Regions from separate parts of the Sus scrofa genome. Here region 1 is linked to region 2. The links are chromatin contacts, called in public HiChIP or PLAC-seq maps. All regions are on one chromosome and are shown on one strand. The core of a region is the stretch at or near the end of the contact, and the rest is flanking DNA. Distances in the headings are between cores, read along the strand shown. Region 1 has its middle 26 kb from the start of CPN2. Region 2 has its middle 80 kb from the start of HES1.

Region 1 (3,358 bases), core at 214-2,713, 250 kb after region 2:
GAAAAGAGGCAGCCGAAGCTACCCGGAGAGGGGGAAGGGGGACTTGAATTTAAAGTTGATGGGTTTGGGTTCTATCCAGGATCCCACGGGAAGCCATCTGAGGTGTGATGCAGGAAACAGACACCGATGGGAGTTTCAGGAAGGCTGAGTCTAGAGTCCAGCAAATTGCTGATGTGCAAAGCTCTAGCTTGAGAGCCTGTGTAAGAGAATCACGCACAGTTCTGTATAAGGTTATATAGCATTTCGAAGGGCTACATTTCAACATCGTCTTCCTTTCCATTCGTCCCCCACCCAAACACTGGGGAGGGGTGAGGGGGAATCTTCAATTTGTAATTGTTGAGTCAAGTTTTCCTCTTGTGGACTTTTACAATTCCCAGCTCCACCACCCTGTTATGGGCTTTACAGAAAACAAAGAACCTGAACTTAAACATTAACCAAGATCACTGAGAATGACAATGAAATGTACAGCCTTGGTGTCCTGGGAGGAGAGGCCCCTGACTCTGGCTGGTGGTTCAAACAGGAAAGGGACCTGGGCAGGCGCCATGGCCAAGGGATTAGGAGGCCAGCTGATCCCAACAGCACTTTCCACGCCAGCCAAAAAAAGACTGACTGACCTCATGTAAGGGCGAGGTGCCTGGGTACAAGGAGGGCTTGGACAGGGTCCCAGCCCTGAGAAACTCATGTCCCACATGAGAAAAGCCCTTAAGGGGACTGATCCAGGGCCATGGAAGGCAGAACGAGGAGGGATGTGTTTCACCCTAGAGGAGGCAGCACCTGCTGTAGGTCTTAAAGAATCAATAAACATTTACCAGTAGAAAAGAGTAGCTGGTCTGGGCAGAGGGAATAGGTGAGCTCAGGGTAGAGGGAGCCACGCGTGGTATGTCTGGGAAATGATTAGTCTGCTGTGGTTGTGGGTGTAGGGGGCACAGGGAAGGACGGGGGTGTGGAGGATGGCCAGGGCTGGAAGGCGGCATGGGACCAGATGAGAAAGGTTAGATCTAAGGTGTAGGCCCTTGGGCTCTGTCTAAAGCCCCTGGGCCACTGTGGGGAGGGTAGCCTGGTAGGGTGCCCTGGTGGGAGGCTGCTGGGGTCATCCAGGCCAGAGGTGATAAGGAGCTGAAGTTCAAGGCTGCAGCAGAAGGGAGTGGGGAAGGGGGTGGTGTGGGATGGGGGTCTGGGCACAAGAGGTTTCCAGAAGCACTGTCTTCTGACTCAGAGACTAGTTGGGTGGGGGTCACTGAGGTCAGGGACTGAACACTGACTTGGTGCCATCCTCTGGGAAAGGAAGGGGTCTAGCTGGGCAGCAGGAAGCCCACGGGTATCCCAAACAGAGGAAATTTAATACAGGGGATTGGTTGCATAGTGATGTGAAAGCTGAGAGGCCAAAGAAGATGCAGAGGCAGCACAGAGGTTAGCAATGGGACAAGGCCACTGGCGCCACCTAGAGCAGGAGGGAGGAAGAGGTGTGGCAGCATTAGGTAGAGCTCAGAGGCCAGGAGCAACCCAGCCCAGCAGAAACCAGAGCAAGCCCGGATAGTGGGAGCTGGGGCCAGGGAGGAGACCCAGGCCCCGCTGGAGATGCTTCCTAGAGCAGAAAGTGTGAAAGAAATACCCCGACTTCTCCCCAGCCATCTGCTATGGGCCACACCTACTTGAAAGCCCAAGACAGGAAATCCCTAGAACAGGACTAGAGAGGCAGCTGGGGTGAGCAGAGGTGAGTGCAGATTTAAGCATGAGGGGCCTCCCTGGAAAGGTATCCAGCAAGCACTGGAGACAGAGGCTTGGAGGGCCGGACAGGCGGGTGTGGAAGGCTTGGTATGGCTCCCAGCAGAGGCAAAAGCTGACTCATGCCTGAGACACATGGTCCCAGAGCTGAGCCTCCTGGGTGGGGCAGGGCAAGGTGGTGTCATGTGGCGCAGGGATATGTAGGGCCCTGTGTCGGGAGAAAGGATGCCACGGGGGAAATGGGCTGGCCCGGAGAGGCTGTCAGACCCACGTCATCATCCCTATCCTGATGGCTGTGTGACTTTGGGCAAGTGAACAATATTCTCTGGGCCTTGGCTTCCTGCCTGTAGAACAGAGAGCATACATCCCCCACAGGCTCTCTCTGAGTCAGGAGGGTCAGCCTGGGCTCGGTGATGCCAAGTGGCTGAGTGAGGCATTGGGCTTGAGTCTGACACATGCTCCTGGGGCCACCTAAGATTACACACCTGCAGAGAGAGACCGCTGGCAAGTTCAGGGCCCAAGCTGGCTCCACAGAACACAAGACAGGAAGGGATCCCTCTGAGGTCCTCTGGGGCTGGGGGCCTTGACCCGGGTCCCTGAAATGGTGTACAAAGTCCAATGGGTATTTTTCCTGGGAGAGGGCCTGATTCTTAGAAGAACTGACAACCCCTGCTCATGAACTGCAGGCTAAGCCCCTCCAACTCTTCAGCCCCACCTCCCAGCACACCCAGCCCCATACAAACCACCCCAGCATCACAGAAGGGCTTGTGGTTGCCCCCAACTCACCAGGCTTCCACTCCTGGGCCCTCCCTCAGTGGACCTTGCCCCTCCACCTGGAGTCTCTCCTTCCCTCCCCTCCCACATATCTTATCTTCTCCAGCCTTTAAGCCTCTGTTCAAGCATCACTGCCTCCAGAAGGCTTCCTCTTACCCTCTGACCCTGGCTCCTTCCTGGATGGGCAGGCGTAGCAGATCATATTCTCCAAAGACGGCCACTCCCATGTATTTAGGCTACCCATAGCATCTCCTGCCCATGTGACGGACACACCTTCCACTGTGAGGGGTCTATGTCCCCTCCTCTTGGATCTGGGAGGGACTTGCAACGGCCCTGACCGATAAAGCACAGTGATGCTTCGTGGCTTCAGGGACCAGGTCAGAAAAAGGAGAGCCCTCTGCCTGGTCCTCTCATATTCTCTCTGTCCCCACCTCAACATCTGCCCTGGGACCTGAGCCAACACGCAGTGAGGAAGCAGGGCCACAGGGAGAGCCCTGGACCCAGAGCCAGCATCCACAGTGGGTGTGGGCCTTCAGGTCACCCCCAGGTAAGGGCCTACGGAATGGTGGAGACTGTCCCCACTGTGCCCTGTGTGTGTGCTGGCCTCACAGAGATGTCAGGTCCTTAACCTACTGAGCCACAGTGGGAACTCCTATTTCTACTTCTTACACAGTGATTCCAGCATGTCCTCCGACCAGAGGCAGCCTTCCTCTCAGGGAGCCCCATTTCCTCCCTGCTCCTTCCTGGGGTTCTGCAGGGCCCCCACTCTCCAAGGCTAAGTGCCCCAGGGAGCAGCCCTCCCAAAGACCCCCAAACACAGAATCCAGAATCACTGCTCTGCTGCCAAGGCTAGACTTCT
Region 2 (3,139 bases), core at 565-3,064:
CATTATACCAGTTTACCTAACCAGAGGCACAGTGCACTCTAAGAGTTGGCTTAGTGATACCCAGGTACAGGCCAGGTGAGCCAGGGACAGCCCCACAGCTGCTCTGTGCCCTCATCACTGTCCTAGAAAGGTGTGGTGGGGGGAAGCTACGAAGCTAGGTCCTCCCTCACACCCTGCACCCAAAGAGGGGGCCACAGGGAAAAGGCCTTCCTCTCTAACTGAAGGAATATGTACGTGTACTTTTGTTGGTATCAAATGGTGCCACCATCCCCACCAAGGTAGCAGAATCCGTGAGTAAGGAAGGATTAGCCTAGAGAGACATGCAGACCAGCAGGAAATAAACTGGAGTGTGCGTGGGAAGCTATGAAGCTAGGTCTTCCATGGCGTGGAGAAATGAGCCCTCAAACTATCCTAGAACCTAGGCTCGTTCCCTACCCTCCCCTCAAAAGCATCCTCTAATGGCTCACTCCATTCCCCAGACATGCACACCAGGACAGGGCGGTCCTCAAGGCAGAGGCAAAGCCTGACTCCTTGACAACTTCTGTCTAGCAATGAATCGGCCTGCCAGACCCAGGCTTCAGAAGAGGAGGCCTGGCATACCTTCTGGGGCCATGAAGATGAGACCAGGCCCTCCCCTGACTCTCAGGTAAGGTCCCAGCTGGGCTGCTCTCACACCCCTCCTTTTTTTCAGACCAACACTTGTGGCCAAGGTGACAATCCTGACCTCCTGCTACTTACTGCCAGTCCTATCTCTTTCCTATAAGTCAAACTGCCAGGGACCCCAGCCTGAGAATGACAAGCTGAGCGTTAACAAACTTCCAACACTTCCAAAACAGAGAGCACGCAATTCCTAGTGACCACTGTACACCACACCCCCACAGACCCCAGCTCTTTCTGACCACGTCGGAACATTTCAGAAGATCCTGACTTGGCCACGTCTGATTTCCAAACTTCCTAGAGCTCCTTTCTCCACCTTGTCAAGACCCAGTGTGCTAGGAGACAAATTCCAAAACACAGTATCTTTCACCTGGTGAGCAAAGCAGTTATAAGCACAGGCTCTGGAGCAAGACTTGCCTAAATTTCAATCCCAACCCTACCATTTCCTAGCTGTGTGACCCCAAGCACATTGCCCAACCTCTCTGTGCTTGTTTCATTGCCTGCAAAAAAGGGATAATAAGAATTCCTACTTCCGAGGATTCACAGGATTGTTGTGAGGCTCCAATGAGTTATTGCATCAAAGTGCGTAGCTCAGAATAAGCACTCTGTAAATGTTACCTACTATTATGGGGCCCGGAAATTTCGGCCCTGGAAAAGAAGCATTATTTTTGTCAATTTCAACTCTGCATTCCAGTACCTCAGGCAGGTAGAGGCCAAGTGGAATCAGTTTGGGGACGGGGGGGATGATATTAGAAAGGAGACTTCCTCTTGTAAAGATGTAAAGCTTCTGAGCCTCTGCTGACCACCTGGTATCTGCAGAAAAGGCAAAAAGAAAAGAAAGAAAAATCCAGGCTGGAGACCCACCCAGGGAGGATGGAGAAGCAGGCTCCCTCAGTCTCTGGGAAGGTCCCTTGGCCGCTTTCGCCCCGGCCCCCGCCCCGCCTCCACCGCAGATGCTCAGACCCTCAGAAACCTAACACCCGGGAGGCGAAAGCCTGCGAGTTCCCAGAGCCTCTCAGGCACGCGGCCTCTCTCCCCACCGGCAGCGCCTTAAATACCAGAGGACTTGCCAAAGATGGAACTGTTTTGTTGGGAGCTCGGGTTTCTCCCGCCGCGAGGCTGAGCCGGTGGCGCAGCTGCTCAGAGGTCACGCCCGAGACACGTCCGCACAAGCCCGGCCGGGGGTGCTGGGGACGCGGGGGCGCGTCAGCTTCTCCCGGGACCTGCCGAGTCTCCGTTCCCATCTTCGTTTCACAAACACGCAACCCACGGAGGTGGCTTTCCTCTCCCATCGAAGACACTCATTTTGCAAAACAAAAAGGATGCAAAAACAAAACAAAAGGATCCCCAGCGAAAAGAAATGTTTCTTTAAAAATGCCAATTGCGAGCTTTTTGCTGTGGTGAGTGGTTTTGGAATTCAGTCTGTATGGGGATCTGGAATTCTTTTTCAAGAAATGGCTGAAGGAGAAAGACCTCAATTTGCTATAGGAAACCTGAAGCCATTTAACCTTGAGAAGTTAGTCTTCATTTTTTGTTACTTAAAATATTTGCATTTGTATGCTTAGAGCCCTCTGCATATGATAAAAATAGAAGGCACTGAACAGTTAACCACCTGTGTTTTCCTTGGATTGCATATTTTCCACTGTAAACAAGAAAACACAGATTGGAAATCCATTCATTCCTCCGTAAGAAGTGCTTCAGTTGGGGTTTGTTTGCGTTTTCAATCAATGGAAACCAAAAACAAGCTTTGCTAGATTAAGATATTTCATGCAAATAAGCCCCAAGACATCTTTCAATCCCTCTGCTGCTATTTCTACAGAAGGCCAAGATTTGTTCTTAATGCACTTAATAATTATAATCACTGTTTAATTTACTAAGCACCTACTATGGCTCATAATACAGATTTGACTTATCTCATTTGTGATAATATTGGGAAAGAGTTTTTTTGGTTGTTGTTTGGGGTTTTTGTTGTTGTTGTTGTTTTGACTCTTTAGGGCCGCACCCGAGGCATATGGAAGTTCCCAGGCTAGGGGTCAAATCGGAGCTACAGCTGCTGCCCTACACCACAGCCACAGCAATGGGGGATCAGAGCCATGTCTGCGACCTACCACAGCTCACAGCAGTGTCAGATCCTTAACCCACTGAGTAAGGCCAGGGATCAAACCTGTGTCCTCTTGAATACTGGTCAGGTTCGTTCCTGCTGAGCGGCACTGGGAACTCCAGAAAAAAGTTAGTCTTAATTCCTGTTTTACAGGGGAGAGGACAGCTTCGGAAGGAATAAGTGGTAGCTAGTAAATGATGCCATCTGGGCCACTTAGGTCCACCAGCTGCAAATCTGTACTCTTTTCACTACCATAAACCATTTCTGGTGTTTAAATATTTCTAAGTAAATGGATGGTTAGGAACATAGAGGTGATCCGATCTCTTGATTTCTAATATAACTTTCAGGGGCAGAGGCATTCAATACAAGGCACTTGGTTTC

What was found. HiChIP or PLAC-seq counts read pairs in DNA pulled down with a chosen protein or histone mark.
Region 1: a contact with region 2 is called in an H3K27ac HiChIP or PLAC-seq map of skeletal muscle, with 4 times the contacts expected there. The contact joins two enhancer-like sites. A contact is called at or near these places in 5 of 47 Hi-C or Micro-C datasets (embryonic fibroblasts, psoas muscle, retroperitoneal adipose tissue and 1 more) and 1 of 2 datasets of contacts at active chromatin or transcription factors (skeletal muscle).

What each region holds. Positions count from the first base shown.
Region 1 is chr13:131,309,543-131,312,900 of Sscrofa11.1, forward strand. No RefSeq gene overlaps it. Among named protein-coding and RNA genes, the nearest start is that of CPN2, 26 kb to the right of the region's middle. Within about 2 kb of position 1,464, at least 20 of the 83 cell types and tissues checked have an H3K27ac peak or open chromatin away from gene starts, as enhancers often do. A contact at or near this core is called in skeletal muscle, where this site is marked.
Region 2 is chr13:131,054,412-131,057,550 of Sscrofa11.1, forward strand. No RefSeq gene overlaps it. Among named protein-coding and RNA genes, the nearest start is that of HES1, 80 kb to the right of the region's middle. Within about 2 kb of position 1,815, at least 27 of the 83 cell types and tissues checked have an H3K27ac peak or open chromatin away from gene starts, as enhancers often do. A contact at or near this core is called in skeletal muscle, where this site is marked.